2 separate regions of the Bos taurus genome follow, and region 2 is linked to region 1. The links are chromatin contacts, called in public Hi-C maps. All regions are on one chromosome and are shown on one strand. The core of a region is the stretch at or near the end of the contact, and the rest is flanking DNA. Distances in the headings are between cores, read along the strand shown.

Evidence for each region. A called contact is a pair of places that touch in the nucleus more often than the background predicts.
Region 2: a contact with region 1 is called in a Hi-C map of skin fibroblasts, with 3 times the contacts expected there. The contact joins the promoter of LY6G5C here to the promoter of CFB in region 1. A contact is called at or near these places in 2 of 11 Hi-C or Micro-C datasets (liver and skin fibroblasts).

The regions. Positions count from the first base shown.
Region 1 is chr23:27,419,451-27,423,169 of ARS-UCD2.0, forward strand. It overlaps CFB (complement factor B), which reads right to left and starts at 1,927. Exons shown (of 18, transcript NM_001040526.1): 1 at 1,754-1,927; 2 at 1,424-1,657; 3 at 805-990; 4 at 486-659; 5 at 165-266; 6 at 1-59. The coding sequence starts at 1,817. It overlaps C2 (complement C2), which reads right to left. Exons shown (of 18, transcript NM_001034492.1): 14 at 3,679-3,719; 15 at 3,455-3,546; 16 at 3,153-3,279; 17 at 2,945-2,994; 18 at 2,361-2,807. The coding sequence ends at 2,637.
Region 2 is chr23:27,621,205-27,624,923 of ARS-UCD2.0, forward strand. LY6G5C (lymphocyte antigen 6 family member G5C) reads left to right here and starts at 1,659. Exons shown (of 3, transcript XM_024984084.2): 1 at 1,659-1,674; 2 at 2,752-2,919. The coding sequence starts at 1,659.

The DNA.
Region 1 (3,719 bases), core at 677-3,176:
CAGGTAGATGTTCATGGAGCCTGAGGGGTCCAGGACAATCTTTCTCTTCTGTTGTTCCCCTGGATGTCACCAGAGAGGCTCAGGCTCCAGAACAAAGAGGTCTCCTGCCCCTTCTCCACCCCATGCCCAACTCCCTGCCCCGCCTCCCCTCTCTGCCTTCAAACCTGGGCTATGTCCATCCTCGGCATCAACTCCTTCTATGGTCTCTGTCAGGGAAGACAGGAAAGCTTCGGCCACCTCTGCAGGAGTGTCGTACATAAAGGAGTCTGGGAGAGATCAGAGAGCAGGTCAAATGTCTGGGAGGGTCAGGGACACTGACACGAGATGGTGGGCTTCAGGGGCGGGAAGGGCTTAGAAGTTCTTCAGGGAGATTTAGAGAAGGGAGGAAGGAGCTGGATGGTGGCAGTGAGAGAAGGCAGTGCGCTCCTGAGGGGATGTGCAGATGGGAGAGCAGGGTCTGACTTGAGGGTACAGATAAGGGTCACCTTGGCAGGAAGGCTCCGTTCCACTCCAAGAGCCACCTTCCAGGCATGTTCGCTGCTCAGAACCACGTAGAGTGAGCCCCCGGTTGCAGTAGTAGGTGACACGGTCTTCAAGGCGGTACTGGCTGCCCACCTTCCTCGTGCCAAGGGGGATGCCCGGGTTGGGGCAGTACGTCGCTGCAGAAGTGTAAGACACACTGGTGAGGGCCAAAGCCTGGGGCCCAAAGGGCAAGGCAGAGAACCGAGAGCTGTGGCACTGGTTCCTCAGGCTGCGGGTGGTCAGGGAGAAGGAGCTGTTGTGGACAGGGGGGACGGTTCTCACCTCCATCATCACAGATGGCCGTTTCCCCATCCCACCGACCATTCCCTTGGCAGGTGCGATTGGCAGAGCCCCGAAGAGTGTAGCCATCATAGCAGCGGAAAGAGATCTCATCGCTCAAATTGTAGTAGGCAGCCCGGGGCCAGTACTCCCCATTCTCAAAATCCTGTGGTCTGGGACAGCGAATTGCTTTGGGGGCAAGGGGGTGGAGACCAAGTAGAAGTTACTGGAAGGGAAGGGCTGCCCTTTAGGATAACCCTTCTGGTCTCAGGGACCCTGTCACTGAGAAATACCACTTCTGGGCCTCACAGAATAGCTACTACCTTCAACCCCTGGAGGAACCTCCACCCATAAGGAGTACTGCTGCTCCCCGCTCCCCATTTCTAAGTGTTCTTTGAACTACCGGGACTGCTTGACACAGGGTAAATGCTTAGTAAAGTCTAGCTCCCCTTCCTTCTCTCTCCATCCCACCTCCAACCCTCGCTCAGCTCTGACCCGTGCTCAGCCCAACTTGTCAGCCTGCCTGGTCTCCACTCAAGCCTAGACTTATCCAAGTCTGGACCTTGGCTGCCACCTGCTCCGTCCCACAGCCAGCCCATGCCCATCCTCACTGCCCTCCAACCTTTGCATTCAGCCCTCTTGACAATCTTTCTGTCTTGAGTCTGCAGGGTGCTCCAGGACCCTGTGGATCTGCAGGTGCGAATCTGCGTGGGGTATGGGTAGAAGCCAGAAGGACACAAGTACTCCAGCACCTGGCCCGCCTTGAGAAGCCGGAAGGAGCCACCTTTGATCTCTACTCCCTCCAGAGAGCAGGGGCTTTGGGGCCCAGCCTCAGGCAATGGCGTCATGCCCACACCTAAAGAGAAAAGTTGGTGAGGCCCAGCCTCACAAGGCCGAGGACGGATCGTGGGGGAAGCAGGAGTGGAGGGAGGGGGGCTGTGATCTCACTTACCTCCACACAAGAGGCCCAGGATCAAGGGTACCAGGCAGAGTCGGGGGTTGTGACCAATCCCCATGGTGACCCGGGGCTGGGGGGCAGGAGGGCCTCTCCTGGCTTCTGCTGCAAGTCTGCTTGGCTTGATGGCCAAGCTGAAACTTTAGACCTGAGCCTAGTCACACTCCCTTCCCCTGCCCCCCACAACCTCCAGCCTTTTATGCAATCCTGTTCTGGCACCTGCTGTTCACCCCACCCTCCCTACCCACATCACTTTCCGGAATGTCCAAGCGGGGAGGGCCCCACTGAGCTGCCAATCAAGGAAACAGAAACTGCAAAAACTCCACCTTTGGCTCCCCAAGGTCCAGGACTCAGCCAGTCAACACCTCCTCTCCGCCCCTGGTCCTGTCCAACAAGCCCAGACCTCCCCTTGGGGACTAGATATAAGATCCACACTGCGCGCCGCCCCCCCCTACCCCCTGCTGCTGACTCTGTTAAGGAACAGAGTTCAGCCACTGTTTGTCCAGCAAGGTCTCTGACCTGCCTTCTTGGCGGTTCCTGGAATTATTCTGGCCTTTTTCTCCCCTCCCAGGCCAGCCCCTAGGCAGAGGCACAGACAAATGTGGGGATCACTGGCTTTTTATTAATTTCATAACTGGGTAATTTCCTATGTAAGGAGAAGGAGAGTGAGCCAAGTACAGCAGAGGGTGGGGTCAGCGCTGGGAGGAGCGCCGGGGATTCCCTAGTGTGGATGTGCCTCTGCCCTGGAATCCTGGAGGCGGGAATGTGTTCAAAGCAAGGAGTGCAGATGGGTCATGGAGGCTGAGGGTGGGCATTCAGAGGTAGGAGACTGGAGAGACAGCAGGTCCTGGCAGGTCAGCAGAGGGCTCGGTGGCCAAGATTAGAGGGGCACAAAGTTCAGGATGCCCTCCAGATGCTGCCTGAGCCAGGGCTGCAGGCGGAAGAGGTTGATGTGGAAATCTCGCGGGACCTTGCCATGGGGCGCAGGTTTGCGGGAGTTCTTACTGGAGCCGCCACAGGGGTTGTAGAGACCCCAGCTCACCAGGCCCACCTAGAAGAGGGAAAGGTTGGAGTGGGGGGCTTCCCCTGTCCCAGCCCCAACCTCCTTAGGTCCTTCAAAGGTCTGCCTCATCCCCCAACAAGGCCAAGATCCCGTGACTCCAGTCCTGCAAACTTCTCCCTTCTCACCTGAAAAAACCTGAGTCTCCGCTCAAGGAAAACTGCTCCTCCAGATTCTCCTACCAGAAAGGAGGGACAGAGACTGTCATCCTGCCAACCATCACCGCTGCATCAGGGCGTGCATGCTGGCCACAAGGGACATCGGTGGCCTTCCCCTGGGGAATCTGGACTCCAGGGTGGGGGTTGGGGATGGAAAGTGGGCGGAGGAGGGGCTCACCCTTGCAGGGACTGTCATCCCCCTGGGTCCCACTGCATAGGAACTGGTCTGTCACCACCTCTCTGACATCTGTCAGGTTGGGGAACGTGGTTTTGTCTTTGAGGACGACCTTGACACAGTTTGTCCACTGCAGGAGGGGCAGAAGAGGACACAAGGATGGAGTGAGCGAGCCCAGGGCAGGGCTTGCTAGGCCCAGGAGGAGGGATGACTTGGGGTCAGAGGTAGAAAGCAGCCAGAGCTAGGGGATACAGAGAGAAATCCCATCCCCACCCTCAACAGCATCCAGAACCTGAGACCCTCACCTCTGACCCTGTCTTGAGATTAATATTCAGCTTATCCCCGTTCAAAGCCACAAAATGAGCGGGAATGCTCACTTGGTTCAGAAGCTCCTTCTCTGCAGTCAAGGACAAGGATGTCAGTGCTGGTCCCTTTACCCAGCATCCTGACCTGGGGACTGCAGCACAGCCCACGATATCACCCCCCAAGCCTTGGTGCCAGTCCCTCCAGCACCGAGTCCAGCGCTCACCATGATCTCGGCAGGTACTGCCTGGGAGTTTCCGCAGAGCC
Region 2 (3,719 bases), core at 409-2,908, 200 kb after region 1:
GCAGGTGGAGCGTTCTTGGAAGCCGAGGACTTTCCGTAGCCCACCCGACCCTTAAAGCTAAAAACCTGAGTCTTTCACACAGACTGATCTGGCCAGATTTCGACGGAGCAGGCGAGGTGGGCCCAGGAGGCCCCCCGGCGGAGGGAGCGTATGGGGCGCCTGGCGCAGCATCCGGGTATGGGAGGGATGTTGGCACCAAAGTGCCACCTTCCGGGGAAGCCGCATAGTACTTTAGGTGATCCGGCAGGGCAAGCTTCCCTGGTGGCTCAGTCGGTAAAGAATTCACCTGCAGTGCGCGAGACCTGGGTTCAATCCCTGGGTTGGGAAGATCCCCTGGAGGAGGGCATGGCAACCCACTTCAATATTCTTGCTTGGAGAATCCCCATAGACAGAGGAGCCTGGAGGGCTACAGTCCATGGAGTCGCCAAGAGTCGGACACGACTGAGCGACTAAGTATACACACACACACCCCTGAGCGACTAAGTGTACACACACACACACACACACACACACACACACCAGGGCAGGATGCCTGGGTCCCCACGAAGCGACACACACACACACACACACCAGGGCAGGATGCCTGGGTCCCCACGAAGCGACACACACACACACACCAGGGCAGGATGCCTGGGTCCCCACGAAGCGCGCGACTCGACCTTCTCAGGTTTCTCTCCAGCCGCCTGGCCAAGAGCTGAGCTTGGGCTGGGGGCCGCCCTCGCGTCTTCCCAAAAGCCCTGAGGTGCAGCCAGGCACGGAGAGCGAGCTCACAGCGCCAGAGCCGGTGGGCACCGGAGATCAGACCCACTGACCTGCGGTTGAGCTGAGGCGGGACCGGAAAAGCAGGGGGGTGGGGGTGTATGGAACGGCTCTGGTTTTCTGGCACCCCTACTGGACTGAGTAGGGTCACTCACGACTCAGGTGTCCTCGCTTTTGGATTTCTGACACGTCTTCCCCATCCTGAAAAATAGTATCACAGTCATCCCCTTTTGCAAGTCCCTTCCTCACCTCACAGTCCAAGTCCAAATCTGTCTAGTCTTCCTTCTAATGCTGCTCAGAGTCATTCACTTGTCGGCTTCCCTCTCTTCTGCTAGACCAGGCCGCCATCTTGTGACTGAACTCAGGAATAGCTTCCTAACTGATTTCCCCGCCTCAGAAATCTTTTACAAACAGAAATCTGATCTTGTACTCTTCTGCTGAAATCTCTTTGTCAGTGGTTTGCACTGCCCAAGTTCTCCCAGAAACACTCTTCCCCTTACTCCCTCATTGTTGACTGGTCTCTCATTCTAGATTGTGCTCTGTGAGGGTAGGGACTTTGTGCAGTATTGTATCCCCAATACCTGATGCAGTGATCTAACGAATGTCTGTTGAATTAATATGAAAGAAGGTTCCCCTCTCCTTCCCCCATCTCCCCCATCCTTGTTTCCAAACCAGGATGTTAGGGCCATGGGTGAGGACACTCAGTCTCTTGGCTGTAGATTCTAGCATTGATTTCCACTCCAAAAGGATGTTGCCTCCCCCTTTCCTCTTTGCCCACTTCTCTTCAGCCAATATAAGGCCAAAGTGGAGGCTGGTGGGCAGTCATGTATGTTATGGAAGGCCATGCAGGTAACCAGAATCAAACCCTGTACATAGTCCTCTTAATAGTGCTGGTCACGATGAGCTTGGTGTTTGGTAAGTGTTTCAATGGGGTCAGAAGGGTTTCCTAACCTGCTGGATACAGAAACCCTGATACCAAGTATCTGAATACATGTACCAAGAACATTCAGGTAAAACCAGTCAGGAGGAAAGATGGGATGGGTGGGCGTGGTGGGATAATATCAGACTGATAACAGACTGATATTCACTCTGAGGAAGATTGCTGGTGACTACCCCAAGGCTGTCTCACTCAACGGCAATAACCTAAATGGAGATACTAAGGGGAATCTCTTCGAATCTGAGGGCAATACAGAATGGGGAGGGTTGGGGGAACGTGCCAGATGACAGCCTCAGGATACACAGCGTAGAACAAGGCTAAGTTCAGCCTGATAACTCCACTTGGGTGCAAAGCACCGTCTACACAGAAACCAGATCCAAAGTGTTTGCTCAGCATCTGCTTCATACAAGTGCTCTGCTGGGTCTGAAAGTGGGTTTTGGGGGCTCAGTAACATGTGATCTGGGCCCGGGACCAGAGGAGGAGGGAGATGAATATGGTGTAGTTGGGGAGGGCTTTGGTGGACAACGTTTCATGAGTCTGTTCAGTGAAAGGACAACCAAACAAAGAATGTGGCCCTGGGCTGTTTGAAGTCTCCTGGCTACAGAAAGGAGAGATTCTTCCTGTCCTGTGATGATACGCTCTGAGGTTTTCACACTCTGAACATTACAGATTAAGAAAGCATATTCAAAAGAGAATCTGGGGGTTGGGTGAGGGACAGTGAAACCAAGTCACAGAGGAAGCACTGTCTTAACAGGGCTGCTAAAAGTTGGAATGAACTGCCTTGGCCTAACCTTTAATTTAGAGGCTTGTAGAGTGCTAAGCATGTTAGCCCCTCAAATGCATGTTGAATGAATGAGTTCCTCATTTCAAGAGGTATGAGAGTAGAGAGTGGAGATTTTTTATGAGAACTAAAGCTTCTGATGTTAGATTAAGCCTGATATTTTTCAGGAATTGGTGATTTTATGGTTTTCTGAGTAGGGAGGTAGGAGGGAACAGTGGGGTTGATCAGTCTGGGAATTAAGTGGGTTTGGGGTCAGTGTTTCTCTGTGTTCCAGGTCAGTCTGAGATATATGATCAAGAACCCATTAGACAGAAATATTTCAACGAATACCTAAGCTGCTATCGATGCCTCTTTGAGACCAAGGAGTTGGGATGCCTTCTGGGATCTGACACCTGCCTTGTCCCAAAGGGCAGCAGCTGCATGACTCTGCTCATAAAGAACAGTAAGCTGCCTCTTCCTTTCATCTTGGGTCCAGTCCATTCCCGAACTGAGTCTTTACCAGCCTTCTAAGCGGCACCCCAACTGGTTCCCACAACTCTAAGATACTGTTCTATCACTCCCTCTCTCCTTTCCTTTAGAGCTACTCCACATCGCTACTTCCATTCCTCTTGCCTTCTTGGCTCACCCTCCTTATAACACCCAGCCTCGCAGGCCTGGAGTTCCCAGATCCGCTGGCCTTTCCTCGGGCTGCCTTCTCCCCGTCTGTCAGCAGTAGTTCCTGCCAGCACCATTCTTCTGCTACCTCTTCCACTGCTTCTTCTCAGCCTCTTTCACTGAGTCTTGCCTTTTTCTTCGGGAGCCTTAACAGTTCGTGTTCACCAGAGTTTGGTCTTTTGCTGTCTTCCTCTTTACTCTCCCAGAGGAACTCTTTTAAAAAACATTTATTTATTTAAGGTGCACCAGGTCTTAGTTGCTTCATGGGATCTTAGTTGCTTAGTGGGATCTTTCGGTTGCAGCATGCGGGATCTAGTTCCCTGACCAGGGATCAAACCTGGGGCCCCTGCATTAGGATCTCAGAGTCTTGGCCACTGGACCACCAGGGAAGTCCCTGTCACTGTGTTTTGAATGGCTCTTTCCCACCAACCTTCCATGGGAAACTTCCACAGAGTTCATGGCTGGTGACTCCCTGGCATTCCCTGACCCTGTCCAGTTTCAGGGATCTGCCTTTCTGGGGTCTAGGAAGGGGTAGGGGGTCAGTGATGGTCAGTCTCTGTGGCATGAGGGGATGGGAGGGCTCGGGGC